Regions from separate parts of the Mus musculus genome. Here region 1 is linked to region 2. The links are chromatin contacts, called in public Hi-C maps. All regions are on one chromosome and are shown on one strand. The core of a region is the stretch at or near the end of the contact, and the rest is flanking DNA. Distances in the headings are between cores, read along the strand shown. Region 1 overlaps Rorb (RAR-related orphan receptor beta). Region 2 overlaps Trpm6 (transient receptor potential cation channel, subfamily M, member 6).

Region 1 (7,403 bases), core at 3,466-5,965, 100 kb after region 2:
CAATTCCGGGTGGTATTGTCAGTAAAAGCCACGTCAAATGTCACCTTGTACGTCCTAGAATTCCATTTTATAAACCAAAGAAGACCTTCGTGAAATCACTCCCTTTCCTTATTGTGGAACATTTTATATCTATGATGTCTTTTGAAATTGAGTGTCTAAAATGGAATTGCTTTTCCAGTGGCTTCGATGCTTTCTTCCCCCCCCCCCCACCCCCACTTGCCAGTAGATTTTAGAATCTTCTTATGAAGTTTTGAATCCTGAGTCAAGAATTAATCCTAAAATAATATCTCTAGGGGAAAATCCACCGAAGATCAATTTTTCACACTTTCAACTCAAAATCGAAAAAGTGTGTTGGATGATTTCCTTACTCTAGTGAATGTTAGCATGTTGTATTAAGAGTGGCACGAACATTTCTGTATTGTAAATAGATACGTATGTTCATAAGCACTTGAACTGAACAGGCATGTTTGCATTGATTATGGTATAGAAAAACCTTAATATTTGCTTTGAGCCTTCCTACTCTCAAAGTGCTTTGTGTACTTTCTGGATTATGGGAAATCATGCCCCTGAGGTAACCTCAGACTTACCACTAGATGATATTAGTAGTCTTCAGGGGAGGATTTATTAAAGGATATCTATAAAGGCAGATTTGACTGATCATTAAAAAACAGCTATAGAGTCCTCTGTCCTAAGTACCATCTAAAATAATTCATGGCTACACACCAGTTAGAATCAATTCTAATCACAGTCAGCTCAAAAGTGGGTGGCAAATCAGGTTGATTAGCTCAGTTCACACACTCGGAGAATTCTTTCTTTGAATAGAAGCTAGAGTGCTTGAACGAAGCAGATGTTGGGAGATCATCTGTGAGTGATGGAAGAACAGGGTGATGTTAAAGCATCATAGGGGCTAAGTATGTCTCTTTCCAGTGGCTGGGGTGGCTTTCCTCAGTAGTCAAGAGCAGACTTTCTTTTACTTCATGATCATGTATATTTTTCCTTCAAGAGAGACTTGGAAGTGACGACCCCCATGGAGTGGGCCAGTGAGGACAGGCAGGTTTTTTTCTGAAGCTACAGTTGCACAGCTATTCACCGGATATGTCCATTGTGTGTAAGCATGAAGGTATTGGGACTGGCCACACCACCTAGTCCCTCAGATGTCTCTTTTCGCCCCTGACTTTCATTTTGTTATTATTTACTTAGTTATATGGTTTTGGGGGGATAGTAGATGGAGAGAAGCAAGTGCTTGGCTGGGTTTTGGTCATGGTCACACCACTAAATAGAAGCCCAGAGAAGGGTTTCCTGGGTCCTGAGGAGGGGCTCAATGGCTACTGCCACAACCATGCTATTTAGCACTGCTATGGAGTGCATAGTGGCTCAGAAGTCCCTCTTTGCCACTCTTCTGTGCTTTTCCTGTTGTAGTTGTTGAAATAAGGATTGCCTGTGTGCATTGTCAAAACTCTCTGGAAAGTGGGAAAAAAAAACCCTCACAATCCTCTGAGGTCATTTTGTCCAGTTGCCTTACTTTTCAGATGGGGAGACTGAGCTGCATAAAGAGGAACACTTGGAACCAGCCTACATGAATAGAAGATTTCCTGTGATTGCAAATATTAATACTTTCTCTAAATGCCCGCAGAGTCTGTGGCTGGAGTGAGTGTCAGCCAGGGGGTTATGGGACATTTACAAAACATTTACCCTCAAGTTAAGAAAAGCTTAACCACAGCCAATGTATTTTCCATTCTTCAGACTATTTGAAAGCTTTCTCCAATAGATGTAGTATCCTATTTGTGTTAATGACCTCTATTACTAGAAACTGAATGTCACTTGTATGTGTACAGATGCTACTAGAGGACATAGATACTTCAGGAGCTGCAGCGTCTGTTCCCTGTATCACACCCCCACAGGAAGTTAAATAACAGCAGTTATAAAATACTTAGAAAAGTCTATACCATCTTTAAAAATAAAAGGCTGCTTTAAGTCCACGGTGTCTACTTAATTCTTAAAGTCAACATTTGACACTTACTGAAAAAATTGCAAAATAAAGCACCCTGAGTAAATCCTTTGTGTGGCTCTGTAGCCTTAACAGTATAAAGTCGTACATGACTGAGACTAGATCATTTTTATGCCAATCTGCTTGTGTAGTGTCCTCTAACTATTCATATCGTACTCAGTTATGTAATAGACACATCTAAAATGAGGGTTATTTCTGTGTTTGTTACTTTAAACTCCAGATTCCATGAATAGAACACAAAAGGAATATGAGAACAAATCCATGCTAACACTATGTGGAAAGAATGAGACCTGGAGTTCACATTCCCTTGTCTACACCTGGAGGGAAGACCCAGCCGATGGTATGGAAGACACACCATCCTGCTTAGCATTACAGCTAATTTAAGGATGGATATACATATATATTCATATATATGCATGTGTATATATTAATTTTCTCTCTCCTTTTAAAAATATTGTCTGCCTCCTTGAACTTTCTTTTCTGGAACTTTCTAGATACCTTGTCAATCATCCTTCAGCTTAAATGAGCTTTACTGAGAATATAATCTTGTGGCATCCCCAGAGTATCAGAGAGCTCTGATGGAAAGCAAAAGCCAATGGTTCCATTTTCTTTCCTGCTCACTTTCTGAGAATCCTCTGCCTAGCTTCCCTTCTCTATCACCAACCACGCAAAATTTTATTCCCAGAGACATAACACATCCATCATGCTAGCTCGAAGTAAATTTTCAGCCAAGGCCTGTCAATACTAAGGCCTAAATATTAATTTGCGGTTGACTTCCAGTTTCTTCTTATTTCATGACTTCTTTTTCTCTTGGGATTCTGAAAAGCCCAGGGATATATTTCTGAAATATTCTTTGCTGTTTCTGTTCTCTTAACTGTGTTTTGCTTTCCAGCCTCAAGATTCTGGGAATAAAAAAGTTTCCCTGATAAGAAGGGGTCTTGAGTAGCTGATACGCGCCAGCTCCCAGAACTTCATATCCAGGATCACCTAGGACTTAGGTTCTATGACAGTTTTAAAAATTAATTTACTTAGTTTAGCATGCTGGGGATCTATCTAAGGGTCTTATGCACGCTAGGCTGGTGCGTCACTACTGATAGCCAGTCTATTCTATTCTAATTGTAACTACTTCTCTTGACCGCTGTCACTTAGATGGTAAGGATAGAAGCTGCAGTTTGCTGATTTAGTGGCTGGAATATTGCAAAAAGAAATCCTTCAAAGCATGCATGGAAGTCTATGGTAGTAAAACAAGTTGCTTAAGTTAGAGTTGATCTTTACTGGGTTGACTCACTCTGTGTCTTAGGGAACAAACTCCCATTTCTCACCTTTAACCTATCTAGAAGCTTCTTCATGGTTGATCTGAAGCAGGAGGTAAATCTCTTGCTGACTGATACACGTGAAAGATGTTTCCATTTTCCTCTAAACAGAAACTATTAGCACCAGGATCCTTATTCCAGGAAGTGTGGGTTTTCTTGACCCCTTGGAGAAGGGTGGACTTGCTTTGGGCTTATTTCTGACTTTAGTAACAGTTATAATAATTGACTTGGTGATTTATACATAGTTGTTCGGACTGTTATGTTGCAGTCCACAAATCAATTTTAATTAAACATTTCAAGGATGCGAGGACTGGTTGAGCACAGGCTAATCCAAACCTTGCTTCAGAAGAAAGATCTTCTCATAAGGACTGAGCTCAGCATGGTGGCAGGACTGCATGTTCTTTACCCTCTCAGAAACCAGAGGAGGCAGTCAGAATCAGTGGCCAAATGTGGTGCTCACAAATTTCTTAGTGTGCCAGAGTCTTGAGTTCGTTATTGAAAATGTTGCTAAGCCCAGATTTTTCTCTTTTGTCTGTACAGGAATTTTCAAATGCCAGCATGCCAGCAGAAGAGTCACTCTGATGCCTAATGATCAAATAAAGACAAAACGTCCACAGAAAACTCTGTGAACTTTATTTAGTGTCACCTAGAACGATGTTAGGCACCAAGGGCCAAACATGCTTTTGTGTAGTAATGAGAATGAGCTTCTGAGTGTCCTCAGTGTTTCCAGGAGAAAATACACATACTCATGTCTAAAAAACTGGCTTCCGATTTCTTAGACCTGCGCTCAAATTTCTTCTTTGGTGTTTGTGAGACTGTGACCTCTAAGCCTCAATATATATATATATATATATATATTTCCTGTAAAATAGGTATACAAAAGATACCTAGAGCATCTTTTATCCACTAGTGTGCTATTAAAATTAAAAGGTAGAGTATCATTTAGTACAATGGTAAAAGGTGATTATATTGTCTATAACAGCTAGGGATCTTATCATGTAATAATTACAATGTCAATCATATTGTTACAGTGATTTCTTGAGCATGGCAAGTAATATCAACAGAAGTTATAAATATCAGCTCAGTTATCCATTTGGACAGTATATATGCATAAGCACAGTGACTATTACTGGTCCAGGTTTAATGCCGAGACTCATAGCTGTCAGGTTACTTGCCCAAGATAAAAGGTTGCAGCTTGACTGTGAACCAGAGCCCATAAGCACTCTCTGACACCTCTCCCATAATGATGCTGTTATGGACTTAGTGTTTCAGCGACACAAACGGCAAGTTTTAGATAGTTCATTAAGGCAAGGGGAGGCATCCACCACCCTACTGTGTCATGTAATCACATAACACTTAGAGCCATACACATGGAATGGGTTTGTGTCCACTAGGTGGCATTGCTGTTTTAGCAAAATATGAACAGAGCCACTATTTAGGTTTAAGAGTCTGTTGCATTTGAGAGTACTCACAGGACAATTCTAATTTCACTCTTCAAGTCTGATGAAAATTTAGAGCACATGGAGAGATCTGTAAAGACTACTGATGTCTTGAAATAATTATGAAAAGTCCTCTTTGGGAGGCAGTGCCTCTGCAGGAAGCCATGATAAAACCTGAGACTATCCAGGTCTCTTCTCTCAGCTCCTAGGAAAATAGGCTGAGGGCCAGACAGGGAAAGCGATGGCTCACAGGAACTCACAGACAGTGGTTTGGGCTGTATTTTTCTTATCATAATCTCTATTGATGATAAGTCATAAATAAACCGTGATAGATTTTTTTTTTTTTTTTTTTTTTTTTTTTTTTTTTTTATGTATGAGGGCAAAGATTGCTTGGTCAATTCCAGGTTTCCCTTTCACAGGGACTAAATATGGTCCAATACAATACTGCACTCAAGAGCTTGAGTAGTAGATAGTATGTTATTTGGTTTGACATACCTTTCTTGAAAGTTTAGAGGCCCCCTTCACACAAAGGCCATTTCTAGGAGTTGTGAATGAATAAGTAGCAGGTAAATGGATGAGCCACAAGACCCTGGAACTAGACTTACTGAAGTAGATCCTGAGTTCTGTCAGGAAGTTACCACAGGTTTCTTGAGAAGCAGTGAATTGCCTTTGGGGTTCTGTTTTTGCATTGAAACAGGAGGTTTTTTTTTTTCTTTTAAGACTTTTGTGAAAATGAAATTTTACAACGTATCTTCAATATAATAAGGATGACAATATAGTGGACTAGTCTGAGTCCAGCTATTGGTGTCTTTTGGTTGGGACATCAATAGCTTAACTTTCTACCACACAAGACACCACTGAAACAGAGACGTCACATCTCAGGTTTATCGTTGTGTGACATTATTTCTTCCGCAAATGCATGTTATAAGCTCCCAGAACAGCCAACATTTCATTATATGTTCACCAGAAGTAAAGTGAAAACACTTGTGGGCTCTTGTCACTTATTTGATGGTCACTACGCACAGTAGCAGAGGCTTAGTGGGAACTTGTCTGGTGTTGTCTTTTTTATGAGATCCCCGTGACCTGAAACTGCTTTATCCCTTTCAAAGATTAGAGATCTGGGGTCAAAGGACTTGCTCTACTTAACACTGCAAACTACGGAGCCAGGATTGGAACTCAGGTGCCTGCCTCCTAGCCTGGAGGCAGTCACTTCTGGTTTTAATCTAGCTTCTTTGTGGCAAGGTGCACATGGAGCTCTGTTGTCAGGGAGGGAAGTACCCTAAAAAATCTGTTCTTATCTTTGTGGCAGTTCATTAGATCAACCCACTGAGCATTCACTAGACTGTTGAGTTAAAAAGACAAAAAATATTACAATGTCAGAAGAGGGTTAGCCTGAGATGGGGCACCCTGACACTGTACACTAAGAAGTCAAAAGTCATCGTCATAATGGGAAATGTCAGGGACTAACTTGTTACTCTGTATTGCCAAGATCATAGTCTTTGTTGTGGTGGTCCAGAATCCCATACAGAATTTGTGTGGGTACATGCACATATGTGTATGCTTACATATGTCTATACATGTATGTGAGATAAACTTGGCTGTTGTTTCTCAGGACTTATCTACTTTGTTACTTTGAGACAGGCTCGATCTCTGTTCTGGAGCTCAAGTAGTCTAGGCTGGTTGGCCAAGAAGTCCAGGGGTCTGCCTGTGTCTACCTCCTTAGTATTGAGATTATATGTGGGGTACTACGCTTTTAAAAATATGGATTCTGAGAATTAAACTCAAGTACTTGTGTGTGAGCATTCTCCCCAGAATATCTCGCTCATGTCAAATTCTTCAATTTAGATTCCTCAAATCCATAGCGATGGTCTGGTCTGCCTGCTATACCTTTACAGAGAAGAAAGCTGGGATACTTGCACTTACGGTGTAGTCCCTGCAATCTTTGAGAATCATTCATTGTATTACTCCATATTGTGTCCACTTCCCTTTCAGTAACATTACTTTGGATAATTAGAACATTTTCTTGCTCCCATCAACGTTTTTTCTTCAGTAAGAATCCACATTCACCCAACAGCATCCATTCATCCCTAATAGCATCTTTCAATTCCTTCCATCTTCCTTCACTCATAACAACTTTTATAGGGCAAGGGGCTAGTGATAATTGTGAGAGTATATTTTAAACCAATGTTATCTTCTCAGTAGAAACCAGGTATGCATGCAATTTAATCTAGGGCTGTGAAAAACGACTTCCCTAAGTAGGACTAAGACACCGTCAATGGAGAAATTCCAGAAATGAAACTTGGGGAAGACTCGGACTTACCGATCTCAGACATTGTTATCCCGGGAGCTAACTGCCCGTTGTTGAAAGAGCTATAGGTAAACAAGTTGGGTACAGATGTGAGGTCATAGATAGGTTCTTGCTTTATCTGTTTGATCCCAGTCATGTCCAGTCCTGACTGATCGGGAGACGGCTGACCGGAATCTATGCTGTAATAACCTTCGGACTTGGGCAGGTCAATGACGTGCCCGTTGGCGTATGTGCCGCCGGTCTCGGTGTTCAGGTTGCTGAGGCCATTGCTAATGCTGCTGCTGTACACCCTGGCGAGGGCCTCCGCCTCCCCACTCTGCTGCTGCCGCTGCTCC
Region 2 (6,489 bases), core at 362-2,861:
TTATTCAGGTAGGAAGTGTGTGTGCACAGATGGGTCAACTGAGCAAAATGTGTGGGATTCTACACTTGTAAACATAAGCGTCCATCAACTCCACATTGTCAACACTGCTTCAATTCAGAAAATTATTTACTCGAATGGCTGGAATAATTAGACTCAAAAGAACAAGTTGTTGGGATTTAAGAAAATTCACATAAAAAATGTGCATGTGTGTTGGCAAATTTGGAAGAAGAAGCCCTTAGTGTCTAAAATTTCCTTGCAAGCTCAGTGCTAGCCAAAAGCCATATATTTTAGTGTTTTGAGCATCTTTCTTCGTATTGTTCCTTTTTTATTGCCATTCAGGGGCTTGAACTCAGAGCCTTGCTGGAAAAGTGGTCTACCACTGAGCTAAACCCCAGCCTGATCCCAATATTTTGAATTGGGAAAGGGCAGACTTGAAAGTCCTTCTTAAAGGTAGGTTTGTACCCTCCAGATCCCTCAGTGAACATAACCACTGAATAGAGGCCCCCCCCCCACAGAATAAGGCCAACAAATGTGCCTTGCAAAGATGCCATTTAGCAGAGATGCCAAGGATCTCGACTCTGTCATTAGGCAATGCTTCATAGCACTTCAGTTGTCTTTCTTTGAGAGTAGGAATGATTGTCCTTGCTCTTTCTGAGGGACAGTCTGCCAAAGGGCTAGTTGAGAATTAAGAGGCAAATGTTTTGAGATGCACACTAACTTAGACCAGCTGGACTTATGCCACGTTATGGTTCCTCCAGGGTCATAGCTCTCAGTGGGCGAGATAACACAAGGACAGGGCTTTTACTGAGTTTAACACTCAGTGTGAACAAGACCTTGCCAGCACTGTAATTACTGGTCTTATTATATGAAGGTCATTTGTTTAGGGTCCCATAATAAACTGTCTTATTCTGAATTCTCCTCTGTGGTGAATAATGGATCTGTGGATTCCTGCCTCCTCAGTCTAGGCTCCTATGACTGACTCCTCTAGCTCAGCAGTAATCTATTATTTTGACTCTAACTGCCAGCTGTAGAGAGTCTCTAGCGAGGAATACTGTAACTTGCACAGACTCTGATCTGTTAGGCTATGCCTCTTGGCAGGAAAATGCAGATCACTCGCTTCTAATTAAAATTAGTGTTCCATCCTCTCTGGGAAAAAGAAGGCAAACTCCACAAAACCAACAGTAGATGTCCCCACAGACCACTGTGCACTGAGTTTGCTTCGGAAAAAGGAAACTAGAGAATGTGGAACATAGATTAAAAACCATTTATAAGAAAGAATCATACATTATTTGAATTAGTGTCTCATTTGTTATTGGGAGAGAAAAGAGATAGCCCCTTCATAGACCATGTTATATAACCTCATATAAAAGTTTTCTAAGACTAAGATATCCTTTTGATTTAAGGTGCACTTTATATTTAAAACTATTATATATAATAGTTTTTGCTAGTGGGAAAAAATAAAGGATGCTTGAAATGAAATATTCTGGAATTCATGTGTATTCTTGTGTGTGTGGCTTTCTGTAGGTTTAATTGTTGATACAGTCCTAAAGTAGTCAATCTGTTTTTGTTTGCAGCCATTGAAAGGAATAATTTAATGAGACTGTCTCAGACCATACCGTTTACACCAATCCAGCTGTTCAGTGAGTAACATCTCCCTCCTCTCGAGGCTAGGCAAGGGTAGACTGAATGTCAGCGTGCAACAGAAAAGACACCATGTGCCTCGTTTGACTCACAAATTTTATTTTGTCCACGTTGTAGATTAAGGAGATTCACTTCCCAAAGTAGAGATTGTTAACTACTGTGGGCAGCATTTAGGGTCAGAAGCTGAGCCTGTGGGGCTGGGACCTCCATGGGTCAGCGGTTGGGAAGCAAGCGTGATCCTGCACCTGGCATTCAATGATTTGAGGCCGGACACACGCATCGGGAAGAAAAGAACAAACCAACCTTATATAATGAACACAGAAGAAAGCACGGCATGTCAGTATGCTGAAAGCTGACAGGCATGGGAAGAGAAATCCTTTGTTTGTTGTTTTATATTTGTTTGTTTTGTTTCACATCCGTGGATTGCTCTTTCCTCCGACTGCAAATGTAGCTTTTAAAATCTGGAGAAGTAAAGAGAAGCAAGTTCGAGTTAGCCAAGGGTACCCGAGGTTTTCTGCCTAGCAGAATGAAGCACAGTTGACAGTGTAACAAAGGTCCCTACACTGCCTTCCCTCCTCAGTCTCTTCTCACTGTTCCAATGGGGGAAAGACCAGGTTGGCTACTGATTGTTTATGCAGACGATTTCTTCTTCCTCTTGGCTCCATGGTTCATTTTGCAAATCAATAGCTCTTCTCTAAAGTCCTAAAGGAATTAGGACTCCAAAGAGCTCTTCAGTGGTGTTTACTTTGAGCATCAAGAATAAACATTTGAGAATATACCACACAGTCTCCAGAATTGATAAGGAACTAGATATGAGGTTGAGAGAATAGATTTGGTAACTTCATATGGTGTTCACAGAAAACAAACAAGGAGGCAAACAATAATAATAACATAGGGGATATCTGAAGTAAAGATATAAGGAAGGTATAAAAGGTATAAGCAATGGGCTACAACCGAGAGAGAACTTCTGTGTGGATTGTTACTCCTCTTATGCAGCAATAAGATACCCAAGCCCAGGGGTGAGCCCTTTCTGTTCTCTAAGCTTAAAGTGAGAGCAGTGTTTTATGGATTCAGTATTTTTAAGTGGGGCTAAGTCTGTTCCTGAGGTCCTAGCTTGCTCTAAGCCTGATGACATATGTAATCTGTACAGCAAACCACTGAAACAAATGTTATCATTCATTCTTGCTGAGGAGGAAATGGAGGGTTTCAGTAGCTTGCTGACAAGCTCAAAAGCTCAGGGTATGAACTTGCAATCGAGTGACTTCCACTGGGTAAAAACATGCATTATTGGTGAAGTAAAATTACCCTTTGCAGAGCAGGAGAAACAAGCAAAACCACACCCAGAAAACAAAATCCATCATGTTGTTTATGTATAAAAGCATGGATAAACATATAGATATGTGTATATTATATGAAGGATAGTTGTAAAACTGCTTGCTCCTTAGGGGGCTAGTAATGAATAAATACAGGTTAAATTGTTTCCATAGATATATTTGTCTCAAGCCAGGGTGTCATTATCACATGCCTATAATCTCACCACTCAGGAGGTAGGGCAAACGGACCAAAGATTTGGAGCTAGTCTGTGATATGTAATGATTGCTAGCTAGGTTAGCCTTAATTATAAAGCAAATCATGTCTCCAATAAAAAGTCTAACAATGCTGACATATTTATACTGCTTTTAATACCGATAACTAGTTAGTTTATAGTAAGTACAACTTAATTCTTATATGCCATTTGATGGTTTATTCCTCCTTACCCTCCCCACCTTCACTGGAGGGCAAGTCAGGCCAATTTGTACCTTGACTCTGCTCTAGCTCCTGCTAGCTGTACCCTCCTTTGATGACAGACACAGCTGAACAGATTCTGAGTTGATCTTCAGGGCACCAAGCACACTCCAGACCCCGTATTTTATTTAACTGGCTTTCACTTCTTATTGCAGCAGGAGAGGAAGTGACCATCTACAAGCTTGAAGAAAGTTCTCCTCTGACCCTGGATAAGAGCATGTCCTCTTGGTCGCAGCATGGCAGAGCTGCCATGATTCAGGTGCTGTCACAAGAGGAAATGGATGGGGGTCTCCGCAAAGCCATGCGAGTTATCAGCACCTGGTCTGAGGATGATGTTCTCAAGCCTGGGCAGGTTTTCATTGTGAAGTCTTTTCTCCCCGAGGTTGTGCAGACGTGGTATAAAATCTTCCAGGAGAGCACTGTGCTTCATCTTTGCCTTAGGGTAAGCCAGAACCTTAGATACCGAGATCCCAGAAAGGAGAACATAACAACACAGAGGTCTTTGGCTACATCTTTATCTAAGATGGATTTTCCTCAACTGAAAAAGAGTCTTTTAGTTTTGGAAGGTGGTAGTTTTTTTTATTTTTGTTGTAAAGGACATTTGCTTTGTGGGTAGAGTGGTAGAAGGTAAATAATATTAAATGTTGGGCAGTCTAGAAACCTGGCACTGTGCCTCTTCATTATAAGAAGAATTCCTATTAACCTCTTCTCAGCCCATTAGACATTAGAAATACCAGACCCATGGGAAAGTTCTCCAATGGTGCTTTTTGGGTTCTTCCTTCCATAGTTATACAGGCTGATATAAAGATCTTTTATAAGCAAGACTATGTATGTTAGTGAACAATTATTTAAATTTTTTGGGAATTTAATAAATGCTGTATTTACAACATTGCCACTTCTGTCTCCCTCTCCAACTTCTCCCATGTCCTCTGATACTGTCCCAAACTCATGTCTTTTCCTAGAATTATACGAGTAACTGACATTGATCACATATGCATTTGGTATATATATTTTAAATAATTCTTTCTCTCTCTCTCTCTCTCTCTCTCTCTCTCTCTCTCTCTCTCTCAAGGAAATTCAACAGCAAAGAGCTGCCCAAAAACTCATCTATACCTTTAACCAAGTAAAACCACAAACCATTCCCTATACACCAAGGTGAGTAAACCTGGCACTGTGGCTCTTCATTATAAGAAGAATTCCTATTAACCTCTTCTCAGCCCATTAGACTTTAGAAATACCAGACCCACGGGGAAGTTCTCCAATGGTGCTTTTCGGGGTTCTTCCTTCCAAAGTTGTACAGACTGGTATAAAGATAATTAGATGTTCCAGACATACCTTGGCTTAAGTTCCTAAAATTATGCGAGTGGAAAAAAGTTCAAGCAGATTGATGATCAACATTTCAATTAGGTGAGACAGGCAGATCCTGGGTGCAGTTGCTAATGCCCAGGGGTATTATGGCCCCAAATCATGTCTATTTAAAGCTTAGTTACTTCCCTAGCATCCTAAACCAATTAGGAAGTTTGTAATCACGAATACTCACAATTTCCCCTGGGGTGTCTTGATATGCTTGTATTCACTTATCAAGGCAGATCATAATTTGGTGTGGAGGAATTAGAATAAAGCCTTTCCCCCCTGTTTTACAAGAAATTTTATAGAGCCTGGCAAGAAAAATTGGACTCGGTACTCATAAAATAGTTGGAAAGTTTTCTCAAAGAAAAGGGAGGCAAGTAAGCATGGGAACAAACCTCCCAGCTGTCTTTTTCCTTCCTTCCATAGAAAGGCCAAGGTTTGGTGATTTGTGCAGCCGAGTGCTCTGTAGGGTAGCTGCCATGCTTGCTATATTGTGTGTGAGTTGGGGCATCATTGGCTTCTTTTGTTCCTCACAGGTTTCTCGAGGTTTCCTTGGTCTACTGCCATTCAGCCAACCAATGGTTAACCATTGAGAAGTACATGACAGGGGAGTTCCGGAAATACAATAACAACAATGGTGATGAAATAGCTCCCACCAATACCCTGGAAGAACTGATGTTGGCTTTCTCTCACTGGACCTATGAATATACCCGGGGAGAGCTGCTGGTTTTAGATTTGCAAGGTAATTAATTGAAAATGTAGAGTTTCCAGAAATCTTACAAGAACTAGGATGGACACATGGAGGTGTTCTACCTAGCTTGGTAGAGAGATTTAGGTGTTTAGTTCAGAAATATTGCACACTGATGAACATGAGTACCCAGTTTGCTGTTTTCTTCTTTGAGGGGAAAATGTAGGCACAGAGTCATGCTTAGATCTTAAACATTGAACTCAATGGGTAATGGCTTTTGTACTTTGTTTTGGTGTTACCCTTTGCCTTGCCTTATGCTTACCAGAAAATTTAGATTTGTATTCACATACATGGGGAAGTTTAAATTCTGGATACTTTTCATTATATGGAGTTTATTGCCTTGGTAATTTATAATTTAGCTTGCCTTCTTTGATATATCCCTTGATATGACAGTTCAGGGAAGTCCTTGGCTCCAAAAAAGGGCTGCAGTGCACTCTTATTTAATGGAAGCCTTTGATCAGAGAATTTCCCACTATCCCCACCTCCTGCTGGATGTCTAATTCCACAGAACATCAGAGCGTCTCCAGCAGGCTTTCCTTGTAAGGAGGACACAGAATGTGTGTTATGGCTGAAGTTTAGTTTTTGGGCTCATGGACTGGAGCTTTGGGGTCAAATAAAGGACTTGGCCCAGAAGTTTTCATAAAAATGACCTCATTTAATCCCAGAAGCAGCACCTCAAAGCATATATTATTGACAATTTAGGACCAGAAAGTATAAATAATTTGCCTCAGGTTACACAGCTCTTAAAGAGGAAGCAGGACATAGGCTTAAGCTGGTCTGACTCTATATATCCTTTTCTCCTCCTTGTACTACTGTGTTTGAGACTGTCATTCAGAAAGGAAATAACCACCTTGGGGTGCATTTCATCAACCTGAACTTTGCTGTCTTCTCTTGTCTTCTTTTGTCTTCTTTTGTCTTCTCTTGTCTTCGCCTTGCCTCGCCTCCCCTCCCCTCCCCTCCCCTCC

Evidence for each region. A called contact is a pair of places that touch in the nucleus more often than the background predicts.
Region 1: a contact with region 2 is called in a Hi-C map of neural progenitor cells, with 3 times the contacts expected there. A contact is called at or near these places in 38 of 484 Hi-C or Micro-C datasets (3T3-L1-derived adipocytes, the AML12 cell line, the C2C12 cell line and 22 more), 5 of 130 datasets of targeted methods (astrocytes, differentiating embryonic stem cells and neural progenitor cells) and 1 of 9 other capture datasets (embryonic stem cells).

The regions. Positions count from the first base shown.
Region 1 is chr19:18,970,501-18,977,903 of GRCm38.p6, forward strand. It overlaps Rorb (RAR-related orphan receptor beta), which reads right to left. Exons shown (of 10, transcript NM_001043354.2): 4 at 7,081-7,403. Among named protein-coding and RNA genes, the nearest start is that of Rorb, 140 kb to the right of the region's middle.
Region 2 is chr19:18,872,255-18,878,743 of GRCm38.p6, forward strand. Trpm6 (transient receptor potential cation channel, subfamily M, member 6) reads left to right here. Exons shown (of 39, transcript NM_153417.2): 32 at 1-8; 33 at 1,575-1,640; 34 at 3,582-3,868; 35 at 4,499-4,581; 36 at 5,313-5,518. Among named protein-coding and RNA genes, the nearest start is that of Gm41814, 130 kb to the left of the region's middle.